4 separate regions of the Mus musculus genome follow, and regions 2, 3 and 4 are each linked to region 1. A link is a contact called in public HiChIP or PLAC-seq data. All regions are on one chromosome and are shown on one strand. Each heading gives the region's core, a stretch centred on a gene start, on an enhancer-like site or on the middle of the called end of the contact. The rest is flanking DNA. Distances are from core to core; before and after follow the strand shown. Region 1 holds the start of Thsd7a (thrombospondin, type I, domain containing 7A). Region 2 overlaps Thsd7a (thrombospondin, type I, domain containing 7A). Region 3 overlaps Thsd7a (thrombospondin, type I, domain containing 7A). Region 4 has its middle 39 kb from the start of Tmem106b.

What was found. HiChIP or PLAC-seq counts read pairs in DNA pulled down with a chosen protein or histone mark.
Region 2: a contact with region 1 is called in an H3K4me3 HiChIP or PLAC-seq map of neural tube, with 4 times the contacts expected there. The contact joins the enhancer-like site here to the promoter of Thsd7a in region 1. A contact is called at or near these places in 12 of 39 promoter capture datasets (the 3T3-L1 cell line, 3T3-L1-derived adipocytes, cranial neural crest and 6 more), 13 of 484 Hi-C or Micro-C datasets (3T3-L1-derived adipocytes, the AML12 cell line, the STO cell line and 9 more), 11 of 115 datasets of contacts at active chromatin or transcription factors (SST interneurons, craniofacial prominence, embryonic basal ganglia and 8 more) and 4 of 9 other capture datasets (adipose tissue, embryonic stem cells, liver and 1 more).
Region 3: an H3K27ac HiChIP or PLAC-seq map of the NIH/3T3 cell line shows a contact between it and region 1, with 6 times the contacts expected there. The contact joins the enhancer-like site here to the promoter of Thsd7a in region 1. A contact is called at or near these places in 5 of 39 promoter capture datasets (the 3T3-L1 cell line, 3T3-L1-derived adipocytes, cranial neural crest and 1 more), 9 of 484 Hi-C or Micro-C datasets (3T3-L1-derived adipocytes, the C2C12 cell line, the HL-1 cell line and 6 more), 9 of 115 datasets of contacts at active chromatin or transcription factors (the NIH/3T3 cell line, cardiomyocytes, a colorectal cancer cell line and 6 more) and 1 of 9 other capture datasets (adipose tissue).
Region 4: an H3K27ac HiChIP or PLAC-seq map of the NIH/3T3 cell line shows a contact between it and region 1, with 6 times the contacts expected there. The contact joins the enhancer-like site here to the promoter of Thsd7a in region 1. A contact is called at or near these places in 11 of 39 promoter capture datasets (the 3T3-L1 cell line, 3T3-L1-derived adipocytes, cranial neural crest and 5 more), 42 of 484 Hi-C or Micro-C datasets (the 3T3-L1 cell line, 3T3-L1-derived adipocytes, the AML12 cell line and 19 more), 12 of 115 datasets of contacts at active chromatin or transcription factors (the NIH/3T3 cell line, astrocytes, a colorectal cancer cell line and 8 more) and 1 of 9 other capture datasets (embryonic stem cells).

What each region holds. Positions count from the first base shown.
Region 1 is chr6:12,747,572-12,751,262 of GRCm38.p6, reverse strand. It overlaps Thsd7a (thrombospondin, type I, domain containing 7A), which reads left to right and starts at 2,010. Exons shown (of 28, transcript NM_001164805.1): 1 at 2,010-2,466. The coding sequence starts at 2,310.
Region 2 is chr6:12,334,918-12,338,608 of GRCm38.p6, reverse strand. Thsd7a (thrombospondin, type I, domain containing 7A) reads left to right here. Exons shown (of 28, transcript NM_001164805.1): 18 at 1-28; 19 at 1,242-1,357. Among named protein-coding and RNA genes, the nearest start is that of Gm38583, 100 kb to the left of the region's middle. Within about 2 kb of position 2,003, at least 7 of the 459 cell types and tissues checked have an H3K27ac peak or open chromatin away from gene starts, as enhancers often do. A contact at or near this core is called in embryonic basal ganglia, neural tube and second pharyngeal arch cranial neural crest, where this site is marked.
Region 3 is chr6:12,453,748-12,457,438 of GRCm38.p6, reverse strand. The region is part of intron 6 of Thsd7a (thrombospondin, type I, domain containing 7A); the gene reads left to right. All of the region lies in intron 1 of Gm38583 (a long non-coding RNA gene), which reads right to left. Among named protein-coding and RNA genes, the nearest start is that of Gm38583, 19 kb to the right of the region's middle. Within about 2 kb of position 2,113, at least 14 of the 459 cell types and tissues checked have an H3K27ac peak or open chromatin away from gene starts, as enhancers often do. A contact at or near this core is called in 3T3-L1-derived adipocytes, the HL-1 cell line, the NIH/3T3 cell line and 1 more, where this site is marked.
Region 4 is chr6:13,029,014-13,032,704 of GRCm38.p6, reverse strand. No RefSeq gene overlaps it. Among named protein-coding and RNA genes, the nearest start is that of Tmem106b, 39 kb to the left of the region's middle. Within about 2 kb of position 1,959, at least 12 of the 459 cell types and tissues checked have an H3K27ac peak or open chromatin away from gene starts, as enhancers often do. A contact at or near this core is called in the HL-1 cell line, the N1E-115 cell line, the NIH/3T3 cell line and 1 more, where this site is marked.

The DNA of each region.
Region 1 (3,691 bases), core at 761-3,260:
ATTATTATTATTATTACTTACACTAAGATATGGAGTGTGACATCTGATGGCTTTTGGGAGGTAGGTGGTCAACTTGCAAATTAACGAATTTACCTTCTTCCACCCTCCGTATTCTGTTATACACGGAGCCTCCACCTGGTAAATTGACTTGGGGCTTATGGAGAACACTATGAATGGGCATTAATAACGCAGAATCTACAATTCCATTCACGGTTGAAGACCTTCAGGGATGAGCACTAACGACAACTGAGAAATACAAATAGAAGGGAAAGGAAGAGGCTTCCATGCAGAGTGGTATTGCATGGAGGAGCCATTTCTGAAGGACAGAACCTAGGAGGCAATGGCAGGTCTTTTTCTTCTTTGGCAGTGTGAATATTGAAGGACTTGCTCCTTCAGGGGGGTATACATTAGTTAGGACCAGCCTGCCTTTGTATCCCTATCAACCTATAATCTTTTGATCACTGCCTATTTTTCACCAGTGTAGAAACAGTAAGCCACAGTGGCTTATCGCCTCTAATCACAAGCCCAGGGCCAGGACTCTCTGAGCTTTTAATTCCCTCTTAGAGGCCTAACAGAGTGAAAAGTAAACAAAGACCAAATTTGCAACCGTGAATGCAGCTAATTTCCTCTGATGTCAGAATACTTAAACAGGCAGGACCTGGGAATTATTTGATCAAACCTGCTTTTAATCTAATGCATGCAGAAGGGTTATGTCTGGAAAGCTCAGCAAAATGACACACATCTCCAGGGAGCCTTCTGGAAGGAAGCTTTCCTCCCTAAGAAACTGTAGCTTTCTCATTTCAGACTCATGGGTTATTGGGTCCTTGGGGGTGAAGTCACTAAGAGAAGTTTTTCTGCCTTTTAAATTGTATTGTATTTGGTGTAAGACAGGCAACCAAATGACCATAGTTATCCTTAGCTTTTGGTTGCTGGGGAATTTTGGTGTTGTTGTTGTTTTGCTTTGTTTTAATTGGCTAACTGCCTTGATACTATTTAAGCGTTACAAGGAAATGAATTAATAATAAAAGACTGTTATTGTGAGTGGGGGAAAAAAGGGACAAAGCTTTATCTGACTGCACACATTCTTCTGTTAGGCCTGATCTAATAAAATAGAGAACAAAAGGTACAAGCCATGTGGTTTCTTGTTTTGGTTGTGAAAAAGCACTTAAAAGAATTAGTATTTGTCTCAGGAATGAAATTTAAGTAGAAATAGTTATTAACTGGGTGGAAGCCAACTGCTGCTACTGACTCATTTGCGGCTTAATTTTTATCCCCACCTCTGGTCCTTAGTAGTGCGTTTTCAATAGTGATGGAAGAGAAAGGAATGGAACTTTTATGCACTTCATCATTAAAACAGAATATACTGGCAGTGTTTGTACATTCTTATTCATGCAATTAGACAGCGTCGTGCACACTTTTAAGTACGAAGTCGCTTTCAAAGGCAGTTACAAGACAATGTGTTGACTTTGACACATATTAACCACGGTCACATTGTTACTGAGGATGGGCTGAAGTTAAAAAAATAACAAAAACAAAAAACAAAAAACACGGAAGTGCTCAAGTTCCTTTTGATAGTGAGCCCTGGTCTGTTCCCTATCAGGTTCATAAGTACCGCTCTTCTCATAAAGTAATTCAGAAGGCACGGCGGCTTCAGAATAAATGACCAAGGCTGATGCTTTGTGTAAATATGCAGGGAGAATAACACGCCACTAGATCAGCATTTGACTCCTTGGGTGACGATGAATTTCAATGTCAGTTATTCGTCATCCTGAAGCCTGCCCCGTGATGATGCCTTTTATTGGTGTATCCTTGTGAACATATTTCAGCGCACCATGTGCCGGGGAGTTCTCGGGGCGGGCGCGTGGGGTCTGGGTGCTGGCCCTGTGCCCTCGCTGCCCCCCGCCGGTGGTCCCCTCGGGTCCCCTTGGCTCTTCTCAGCTCTCTCTTCTCCCCTCCCTTCCCTACAGCTGGCGGCGGGGGCTGCTCCTCTCAGAGCTCTGGGCCGGCTCTGTCAGCTGGGGCCCCCTGCGGCCGGCTGTGTCCCTCGCCGCTAGGACCTGCCAGTCTGCGCGCCATGGCAGCGGCGGCAGCATCCCCGCCAGCATCCCCGCCAGCCAGCGGCGGCGGCGGTGGCGTCCACGGCCGCCGCTGATGCTATTGTTCCCTAGTGTTAGTTGCTCTTTGGCTGCTTTTCATCTGGAGCGAACAATAGAAGCAGGGAGAGCTTTGCTTTCTCTACTGGTGGAGAAGGAAAGACCGTCCCCTGCGAGAGTGGTGCGGCTCCGGAGGCTGGAGCGGCTGCGGACAGCATGGGGTTGCGAGCCGGGCGCCTGGCGTCCCCGAGCCGGGGCGTCCTGCAGCTGCTGCGGTTGCCACTGCTCTTGCTACTCCTGCTGAGCTCTGGCGCCCGCGGGGCTGCGGCGCAGGGAGACACCGAGGTGCCCACCCTCTATCTGTGGAAGACCGGTAAGTGGGACAGAGTTGTCCTTTGCTCTATCTCCAGATCTGGGACTATGATCCGGAGCGAGCTAAGGGCTCCTGAAGGAGCCTCTGTGTTTCCAACTGGTCCTGATTATGCCAGGATCCCCAGGTCAAAAGTATGATCCCTGCAAGCGAATTAGGTCATGTCCTATGCCATTAGGAAAGAACAACATAACTAAGAGGCAACAGTGAGTCACTGGGTGATTGTTTCTCTAGCCGCTCGGCAGTGAATGAGGGCAGCGCTGTACTTTCATTACAAAGTGAAGTGCTTTTAAAATCTGGGTTTCCAGTCTTAGACTTTCTAAAATGACATTCTAGCAATATACAGGTAGACAGTTCTTTTTTTTTTTTTTTTTAATGCGGTGTTTTGGCAAACACACACACACACACACACACACACACAGAGAGAGAGAGAGAGAGAGAGAGAGAGAGATTTAAATGTATTAAGCATAGCTTTGTGGTGTGTGGGACACCAGGGTCAAGCCCTGTGCAGGCAGCTCTAACAGGGAAAACTGGATAGTGCAATTTGTAACGAGTGATTCAAAGTGATCTTTTACGCCGTGGAGTGATTAACATGGAGGTTTAGAAACTTTTCTTTCCGGGAAAGAAGTCTTTTCGCTTTGTTTTTTTGACAAAACAAGAAAAGTAGCAACTCACTGCTCCTCAGACTCTCCCGGCAAAGCGCTGTAGAAGCAGAACACACAGGGAAACAACAAAACCTTAGAGCTCCAGGCTCCCCTCTCTGCTGAGGGTGGGTGGATGCTCTCCAACCACTATGGAAGACGGAATTCCTGAGCCTACCAGAAACTTCACACACTCACCGGAGACAAGTGGAGGAGCTATTCTCCTCGCTTATAGCTGAGGATGACTTGAGAGTTCCTGAGTGATGCCAAATATCAAGATAGGAACAAGATAGAAAGAAAAAGTGTCCAGATCACAGTCCAGGCAGAGTGGGTCTTCTGGCTTCAGTCCTCCGACCGACCTGCTGAGGAGGCAGATCCATTTACGCCAGAATCACACCGATGACTAAAGGTTTAAAGAAGGTTCATACATCCAAGCAACGTGGTGAGGCATTGAACAGAAAATCACTTAAAGACAAAACACCCTTTACCTTGGAGAATCGCATAATATACTAATGCACTCTTGTACACGCGCAAATACAGGCACAGATTAGTCAAAGCAAAGTCATTCTTGCGAACTTGGTAAGACT
Region 2 (3,691 bases), core at 754-3,253, 410 kb after region 1:
TGTTACCACTATGACTATAATGTCACAGGTAAAGCACCTCATCGTGTCCTTATACATTCTGATGCTTCTTCCAGTAGGAATCGACTCCAGACATTCTCAAATCCCAGGCCAGCTCTACCTGTGTGCCATTTAGACACAGTTTAAACTCTGAGACATAATCAGTGTCACATGACAGAAGTAGTCATCTGTTTTACTTTTTTTTAGAAATCATCAAAATAAAAAGAATAAAAGTGTGCAAAGACTATATTTATGAAGTATGTGATAAATACTCAAAATGATCTTTTTTAAAATCTCCTATTTTGAGATTATGGAAAATATTTTCTTTTTTATCAGATATTTGATTGTTACATATACATAAATAATTCTTGAGACACTGGAACATTTGTGAACATTGACATGATATAAAATGTCCATAGTCTTAAAAATAATTATCAGAAAAGTAGACTTGTGATAAATTGCATTTATTTCTTAAATTTCAGTTAATATCATCAAAATATACACATCAACAATATTTTATTGGTTCATATGGTTTGGTACAATGTTGAAGCTAACTTGGATTTTTTTCCTAGTAATGTTTATGTTGAAAAAAAGCTCAAGAAATTGAAGAAAGACACATAGCAGTTGCACTGGCTTATGTCTCTTAGTTTTCTCTACAATTTGCTTTGATGCCACAAAGGAAATCAAAGTTCTCTAGGGTACATTGTACTATCCTGGAGAAAGATGAAAAAATGGTTTTAGGAAAAGATACAAAATAAGAGAATTTAATAAATATGCTGAATTTATTTACAAAATGAGTTTGTACTTTTAAAGACTTTTACTTCCTGCAAATGAATGAAGTACATAGTATTAATATAACTACATAGAGCACCATCCATTAAAATTATTTTGCTAAAAGATGCATAATTGTACATTTTTATTTCTATTCTTCTTTTAAAAGTTTTGACATGGTATTGATCTGTGCGACCAAGTCATTTTTACAATATCACTAAATAGCTAGCTGTCAAGACTGTCGAGTAGACATCTGCCTCAAAAAATAATCCCCACCGCTATGTGCAACCTCAGCAATTTCATTTGACTCCTAATATGTTCAAATCTGGGACCCATATGCTCTGCATGTGGGATGATTGATTGAGGGGCTTAGGAAGCAGTTGTGAATTAGGCATGGGATTCAGGTCATCAGAGTTTCATCTGACGTCTGTTACATGCACCGCCTTCTGTTCTGATGGGTCTTTTTCATTCAGACTGGAGTACGTGTCAGCTGAGCGAGAAGGCAGTTTGTGGGAATGGCATTAAAACAAGGATGTTGGACTGTGTTCGAAGTGATGGCAAGTCCGTTGACCTAAAGTACTGTGAAGAGGTGGGTGAGTGTTGAGTTAAATCTTTGAAGGAATTCTTCCCTGATAATTTGAATTCACATGGAGCCAAGTGGCATTTGCTCCACCCACTTGCATGGGCAACAGCTGTTTTCACAGGCTGTCTAGTGCCCTCTTGAAAAGAGACAGTATCCACGCTACCGATTTCCACAGATAATTTCCTGTACTTTGTTCTGCTTGGAGCCCTGAGGTATGCTAATTAGCCAATTCTGGAAAAAAATGCTTAGGAAACAATAAGCAATCAAGGTGAATAAAAGCAATAAATCTTAATCAGACCATTCATCATCTTTTGTAATTTGATGTGATTTGGGTGCAGAGCTTGGATACCTGCCAAGATGCATCATTTATTCTTTTTGTTGCTAAACATTGATCACATGCAGTTTCAGAGCAGATTTTGATATGAAGATCTGATACCCAGCTGTGAAAATCTAAGTACTTAGGTCTCAGGTCTGGATAAGAGAGCTCAGTGCTCCAGCAAAGCAGTGAAGTCTGTCACTAATAGCTTTAAGGCTCAGAGATGTCGTTTATAGTTAATCGTCAAAGCAAAGTAATGCTATGATTCTTAGCTCCGGCGTTCTGGGCAGCAGAGATACGTGGCATTGGCCTTTCTCTTTTTCATGAAGCTACACCTTGCATGGAAGAGATTTCTGTCTGATTTTTCACACCACAAAGGCAATGACGTTCCTGTCCTTTCACTCCCTGTGCTTCTGATATGCACAGGGTCATTTTTCAGACCAAAATAAGCAAGAGCTTCAGTAGATGTGAAACAGAATTTTCTTAACTCTCAAGGGAAAGAAAGCCACCAGTGGAAACTACTTGAACCCACTTAGTGCCGTTGTCAATGTGCATGTAACTTTAACTTCCTCACATCTCTGTCTATAGGGATGGACTTCTAGAGGCTCTGAAAACATTGCTTTGTTTAGACAATAAATGTCTCCCTGTAAAATCTTGTTTACCAACCTATTTATATGTTAAATTAAAGTAAGTTAAAATCAGGTTTTTTTAATATTATAATTTAAGCAATATAACCAACAGTAAATAACAATTTTGTGCTTGAAGATGATTACAACAAAAACTAACATCCCGGAGAATGGTAGGTGATCCTGCTCGGGGTGATTAGTGTAGTCTCTGGCAAACACCCAGGAAAATTTCCTCCTTACAAGAATGTGAAATGAGACTGCTTTAGTAGTAAAGCCCAATGCATTCAGGACTCTTTTAAATTGCTTCTTTTGCTTTGTGAATTTTGCAGGGACAACTGCAGGTTCAGATCCTAACACCCTAGCAAATGCTGTCTTCAGGGAAAACTAAGCTGCTCTCTGTGGGAATTAAACAACACACATACCATTTTATGCATCCCTATGAGTCCAGCTGGATGCTCAGACCACCTACCTACCAACCCCTGTGCAAACCCTGTATTCAGTTCAGCAGCAGTAGGTAGCTCTTGCTGCTTCTCTAATGGCCACAAAGAAATGTGTCATTAGTGCCCTACAAAGAGGAAAATTAGGGTTAAATCCACTAACATTCCCGTCACTCTCCTTCCTCAATATACCGTGTTTCCTTCCCATGGTCTCTCGTCTAATTTCATAGTCTATATCCATTCTCATAACAGCACATTTACATATTGTACAGATACTAAAAATTTAAATTACTTTTTCATAGAAAGCAAAAAGGAATGGCAGTTCTGAGAATTACCAATAAAAATTGTTATTCTCTGCTATAATATTAATACTTTTTTTTAATGCTTCCTCATACCTTTGATTTCACTTTAGATGTTGGAATGGAATATATCACCTGTGAACTTGAAATTCTTTCTTATATATACTTCAAAACTGTAACATGTAAATCACAATGACAGGATCAAAATACAAATAAAATGATACATTATGAGAGGCCATACACATAAATAAATAATAAATAAATAAATAAGTTACAGCAGAGTTAATGAGATAAACCTGAGAATAGAAATTCTTCATAAGCAAATTATATAAAAACATTTATATCGCCTGAGGACCCACATTTCTTTTAAGAAAGATGAATTCTCTAACATTTCTTTTTTCATTTATTTATTTATTTACTTACTTACTATTTATTCACTTTACACCTCCTTATCAGCGCCCCTCTCTTCCCCCTCACACAAATCCTCTCCCATTCCCTCATCCCCTTCTCCTCTGAGAAGGGAGTGAAGTCATCCCCTGGGGATCTCTCTCTCTCTCTCTCTCTCTCTCTCTCTCTCTCTCTCTCTCTCTCTCTCTCTCACACACACACACACACACACACACACTCCATCACCCCCAACTCTATCGGCACATCAAATCACT
Region 3 (3,691 bases), core at 864-3,363, 290 kb after region 1:
TATGGAGGACAAGAGTTATCAAGAGGACAGCATTTTCACAGCATTTTTTGCAAATCAGAAGTATCTGACTGGAGTTACTCATATCCAATTATTCATAAACAGAATTCCAGTCAAAGGAGGGCAAAAAGGGAATTTGGAACAAACTGTCTTGATCCTCCTTTAGAAAGCAAAACAAAACAAAAACTGTAAACTTTAGCAATAAAAAAATTAATCAAGGAATAATACCAAGGTTTTCATTGTATTGAAATTACTTTCCCTTGGTCATGCTTGTATGCTCTTGCTTCACTATAACATATTCAGCTTACAAAGCAGATATATACAGCCATATGTTTCAGAGTCTGTGTTTCGTAAAAGAAATATTTTATAAGTTATAATCAATGGAAGGAATGTTTCAAATTGCTATTAAGCTATTCAGCAAGTAAATAAAAAAAGATAGAAGTTACATTGTCAACTTCTAAGTTATTCCGTAGAATGCCTATGATGTACCATAACATAGGTAAACATACTTCTCATGATGGTTAAGAAATTCATATCTGAGCTCTGTGTGTACACATCTGTGGCAGCCACATAAGAATTATATGCTTATATGTAATAAGACTATATATGCTATGACTACTGTGCTATGACACCTCAGGAAATTATTTTGGCTCATGGTTTAAGAATAGATCCAGTCCATCGTGGGACTAGCCACACTCTGTCCTCCTTCAGGAAGCCCAAACTGGACAAGAAGTAATGAGGGGCTAAAGCAACTCCGCAGTGGCACATTTAAGAGTATTGCTCCGAAAACACTTCTACCAGCAGGGACCAAGTGTGCAAACCCAAAAACCTATTGGGACAGTTTCACATTAAAAGTATACATGTAATATCAAAACCCTATCATTTTAAATTATATTTTATGTTCATCAAACTCTTACATAATACTGCAATTATATCAGTTCTGTTATATATAACTGGTGCGTTGCTTCTGTTCTATGTTCTTGGAAATATTAATTATTGACAATGACAATCTGCTGACTGCTCAAACAGTTTTGTTTTTCTAAAAATATATTTTCAATTTGATTAGAAAATGTTATGATATTTAGGTTTTCTCATAGTTTGAAGTATATCTTAGTAGTGTGGATTTAAATTAAACAGCGTAGAGACATTCAAGTGAACTGGACTCATTGTGATCCATTTCCTGCAATCACAGATAAATGATAAATGAATGTCATGTATGAGTCATAAAAGAAGGCTTGCCTCTGTTTCCAGTGTATTATCCTCCTGTTCTAATTTAATAAAAAATAAAAACAAAAAACAAGAAAAGCTTTTAAAAGTGGATTTCATGATGGCTTAAAATGTAGCTTTGGTCAATAGAAAGGATAATATTAAATGTGAAAACATGATAATCTGTATAAAGAATGTGCCTGTCAGTTCTCAGAAAAAAGAAGTGTTTATCTCTTATAAAGCTGGAAAAAAGGCAGTGCAGTCTCCCTGCTGTCTCTGTTTTAAAAAAGTAATCCTGTAATCACTTGTCAAAGTCAAGAAAGAGAACAACGAACATTCTTTTTTTTTTCCGAACTCCTCTTTTACTAAATTGTATTTCCTATTGATTCGAGGTATGAGTTAATCATAGCCTTAAAAATGTGTTTATTTCCTTCCATTTTTGCCCTTTATCACAATAAAAGAATGGCAATAATTCTTTTGACCTGGAGTGATTCCCATTATTGCTCTGACTTCTCACACATACAAGAGGAGTTCTGAGACCCATTCCAAGGATCCTGTAGAGTTCAGCCCCTGGAGAGCTGTTTATGGGCTGGCTAGATATCTGTAAGATTATAACTATTTTCAAATCCAATTCGTCCCATTGCATGCCTTGAATATGTATTTTACTATTTTTTTTCTTCTCAGCCAGATCAGATGATGATTCCTCTGAAGAGGATTGGTTTTTACTTAAGGTTCCCTGTTAGGAAGTGGAGGCTAGGCGTTTTCTAAAGCAGTACAATTATCCCTGTTAAGAAAAAGCAGAACTCTGTTGTGCTAGAAGAAAACATGGTCAACATCTGAAGTCCAGCTTCCATTCTGATGAGTTGCTCACCAAGACAACAGAATATTTACATCATAGGACATACAAGATATTGCTGGATTTCAACACACTGACAGTTTGCCATTGAGAACCAGATTCTGAGAACTACCACCAAGACAGCACTCCTGACATTTTGAGAATAATCCAACAAATATTTAGAAACTGGTGAGTCAGTGGCTGTGGTACAGAAAACCCAACAAGGAGATCATTCACAGGGAAGAAGAAAATGAAATTTTTCCTGATCCTTAGAGTGATAAATCTCATCTATGACAACCACTATCATTTGTGGTAATCTGAGTTGAGCAATAAAGCCCCTAAATGAAGAAGTGTTTGGTTGATTTGGATAAAACTCAATATATGCAAGCACAAGCCACTAGTCAACAATGTGTACTAAAAGAATGACAGTCCCAAAATGTATATTCTCAAATACAGTCTGTAGAATATGTTAGGAAACAATAGGGTGAAATGTCCCAAAAGAAGATAAAAAAGAAATACAAGAAATGGGAAGGAACAATAGAAATAACTTCATGTAGGTACCAATAATTTAGTCCTATAAGAAAGGTTATTTTTCTTGTAATTACAAATCCTGATAGCATACAATATTACTACCGATTAAAGATTGGATCTGTTTTTATATTTTATTTTGGATGCACAAAATGTTCTTGCAGCTTTCAGATCTCAGAGGTCTCTTAATTCTGTGCCACCTGAGGGGAGTCCTGAGAGAAGATACTTCCCAATCTTAATGTTGCATGTTTATTAAGGAATGTGTCAGAGGTTAAGAGGCTTAAACTCTTAATAATAGTTCTTCTCAAGACCACACTAAAAACCTAAAATTGGGCCAAATGTTCTATCTTCTTTGTCTTGATTTCTGCTAAAGTCACTAGCTTTCTCTTAGTCATCCAGGCTTAAAATCTCTCATACTACTTTGGCTCCTCTCTTTTGTGTTCCTGATACTATCTGCTGTCAAGGCCTTGGTCAAGCCTTCGGAAAAATCTCCCCTATATCTGCTCCTTACACTCACAGCCACTAAATGCAGTTAAGAACCCTATCAGTAAACTGTCACTCACGTAGTCCAGCCATTGAAAGCACAGCGCCTGGCAATGTTCTCTGTGCCTCCACATTCTGTCCACTTGTCTTTCACAAACAGTGCTCTGACATTTATCATCCATGTAGGAAAGCCTGGTTACCAAAGATTAAAATCAGTTCTTCCCTGGAGTTCCAGGTCTACTCAGCAGGCTCCACTGGGCCTTCTGCTTCTGTCCTGGCTGCTGCCTCTCTGGACCTCTGCATTCAATTCTGGACCTGCGGTTGTCTTTGTCTTGACCCCCTATCTCACATCAAGTCTATTTCTTGGTAAATCTTTCTTCCTTCTCTTTGCTTATATGTTGTGAACCCTTTAAACATTATTTAAACTTATCTTACCTTTTCTAAAACAAAACAAACAAACAAAAAAAACAACAACAAAACAAAGTTCACTACTCTCATCCAGTCAAAATATGATATTTTTCTCGGGAATGACCTAAGATTTTCTTTATCAAGGACTATATTTGTTACTAGTAATTCTTTCTTATTTTCTATAATAATTATACTTTATATGTCTTATGAACTCTACCAAAAGATACAGTCTCT
Region 4 (3,691 bases), core at 710-3,209, 280 kb before region 1:
ATCAGCAACATGTTCAGAACTGCCACACCCAAGTTGTTCCCAAAATTTTGAAACAATTGTAGAGAAATACTTGTGTTGGAAACTTTGATATTTGGGAATAATTTTTATATGTAGCACATTAGATTATAAATAATATATTCTCCCTGGATGTATTCCGACTCATACTTCTAGCAAAATTATATGAGAGCTCCCATATTCTTTACATGCTAGCAATGATTAAATTTTTTTTGAGACAAGTTCTTCTTAGGAAGCCCAGGCTGAACCTCTGTCTCAGCGTCTTAACTACTGGAATTGAAAGATTCTTTCGCCATGCTTGGATCTGTGATGGAGTCTTCACAACTTAAATAGACGAAAAATGTCCAGGAAAGTAGAAAAGCATAACCTGGGTGGTCTACGAGGGTTTCCCTGAAAACCTTTAGCACATGGGATAGCAGCTGAAGGTGAAGAACATCCAGAACGGCCCAGAGGTCCTGCATGGAGTGAAAGTGGAAGGTAGAAGAAGCAAGTAACACATTCAAGCTCTATTCTTATTTAGCAAACGTGTCACTGTACTGACTGCCATCTCAAGACATCAGACTCAAGTTTCTTCAGTCGTTCAATGCAGACACATGCTAACAACATTACAGAGAGCTTCTGTCTTTCAAACTCAGTCTGGGACGATAACGTTGGTCTCCCTTGTATTAAGGTTTCTTAGATTGAACAGCTTCTAGTTTCTCTGATTACCCTGTGTATAGAGAGTCATGGTTGAACTATCTGCCCCCAGATGTATGAGTAAATGTAACAAATATGTGGAAATTATATATATTTTGTGCATTATATATATGCTTTACTTGCTACTAAAATAAGTGAATAATATTGTCACAGCTAAATTATGTTCCCTTGTTATAAGTGCAGTTGAACATATTTCCATATTAGTAAAATTATTTAATTCAGCATAATGCATCTCTTCACCTATTTTGCTAATTTATTGACTACTGAATTGTTGGTTATTTTGTTAGCTTGAGCCATTAGTCCATCTGTATTAAGTATTATATATATACGTATGTATCATGCATATATTATATGTATATATATGTATATATATATGTATATATATGCATATATATATATATATATATCACTAAATCTCTGTCTTGCTAAATGCTATTTGTATTTCCTGATCTCCCCTTGTTATTTTGTTTGGGTTAAGAATTTTTATTATTCAGTTTCTGTTCTACTACTCTTGTATATTCTTTTATAGAAGAGCCTATATTCTATATGTTATAGCTAGGTTGTTCTTGGAACTGAATTCATTTTCTTTCCACTGCTGCTATAATCAAATGTTTCTTTAAAATGGACTATTTGTGCTTTATGATCCTCTCCACCCAGCCTTTCTTTCCTCATTTCTTTAGACTTTCTGCTAAGCAAGGTATGGGAATATGGTTACCAGAATGCCCACTTACATTTTTTTTATGTGATTTTAATTTTGGCTTCAAATATAGATGCTTGGAGAACCAGTACACTGTGAGTAATGTCAGGCATGTACAGCTGGGGGCATCCTTTCTCCAGTTTCCTGATGCTCTGGATTGGACCATGTTTGGCAGCTCTTTCATTTGCTGTGTCATTTTGTTAACTATGGTGTTCAGGCCTCTCTTCTGGCATTGTTTTCGGGGAGTGGGTGTCATTTATCATGTAATGGGCAAGCAATGGTTTTATTCAAATCTTTAAGAACTTTAATTCATGTGCTACAGTATTCAACCTTAAGTTCAATAGGATAATGTATGACCAGACAAAATAAAAGCAAATATATTTAGCATCTAGTCCACTTCTAAGCACTGAAAATGAGTGATGTATTATATCAGATACCTGGTGTACAGTGATCCTGTAGTTATGTTTGTTTTTGAGGCAGCCTCAGAAAGGAAAGCACAGCAGTTCAGAAAGTTGGAAGCTGTGTGATCCCAGAGGTCTAGTTAGGATGCAGCTGAGGGATTATGAACTAACTTCAAAGTTACACTTTAACAATCTTGATTTTTAAAGCCAGTACACATGCTGGAAAGAGGGCAGTCAGATAACCCTTGTGGGTTCTTGAGTAAGGAGTTTGGTATAAACTTCTGACAGACAATTTTTCCTGGTAAGTAGGAATCATTTTGTCTATTAAAAACTGTGAATGCAAAATTCACACTTAACCACCTGTCTAGAAGATAAGGAATCCTTAGTTCCTTCATAATCCCCACACAGTGTGTAATGAACACAGACTGGAATGCAGAATGCTATGGCCACTATGTTTTCCTGAAGACAGAACTGGAAAGAGAAGGATACCTGCACAGCTGTTAGGAAACTACATTATGAATGCAATTATGGTGACATACAAATACATACTTCAAGGTTGTTTTTTTTTTTTTTTTTTTTACTTTGTAGGATTACTTGCTTCAGGTCTCATACTCATTTTGCCAAGAATTATTATTGCACAGGAATATGGTTTTTATGCAGTAGTTTATCCACACATTGCCATTTATTTATATAATATATTTTTAAAGATAAAAATAGATAGACTGGACAAAAGCTCACATTTTATCAGTTTACCTTTTCTGTGGTGTATGACTCAGTTTAGTACTGCTGTTATTCCTGTTATTTTTTACTCAGTGATCATAGCAGAGGTAGGAAGACAGTTCCCTGAGCTGGCAAGGCAGGGGAAACAGAGGAATATTGGTTAAAGAGCATGAACTCTCAGATATACAAAGAGACTGCTCTGACGATCAAATGAACAGCCCAGTGACCACTGCCTTGTTGTATTGTAAACAATTTCACTAAAATAAATGGCCAGCTGGGTGGTGGAGATATACTAATTAAATCAATTATATTAATTATTTTACTATGTATACATATCAAATCTAAATGTTGTGTACTTTATGGAGTTTTGCCAATTATTATCGTGTATTACTACACAAGATTATAAAATTGAAAATGTTACCAATTTGGCATATTTGATGTTTAACATCCTCAGCACCAGGGAAATGCAAATGAGAACTTCCTTGAGAAGTCATAATGGCTAAGGTAATTCCCGGATGTAGGGAAAAGGGAACACTGACTCATTGCTGATGGGAATACGAACTTAGAGAGTCATTATGAAAATCAGTGTGGAGAATCTTCAGAAAGATGGAAATAGGTCAACCATATGATCAAGCTATTACCACTCTTGGGCATATTTCCAAAGGACTCTATATCCTACTGTAGAGATATCTACTCATCCATGTTCATTGTGCTCTATTCACAATACCCAGTAAAAGGAAATAACCTGCATGCCCATCAACTGATGAGTGGATAATGAAATTTCAGTATATTGAGACAATGAAATACTATTCATCTATTAAAATTTGAAACTATGAATTTTTTAGGTAAATATATGGAAATGGAAAAATTATTCTGAATGAGGTAATCCAGATCCCGAAATACAAATGTCTCATGTTTTGTCTTATCTTCAGATGGTAGCTTGGAATCTTCAAATATGGGTGCTCCATTTAGAATAACCATGGATGTCAGAGAATTACTGATGGTCCATGGGTAGGGATGTTCAAAGGAAGGGAGATAGAACACAGTGCTACAAAGCCTTAAAGAGGAATGACAGAATAGGAAGGGTTGAATTGACCTGAGAGATGGAAGGACAGGAAAGAGGAGTGGATTTTTAAAGATCTTTTTTAAGCCATATGGTTAC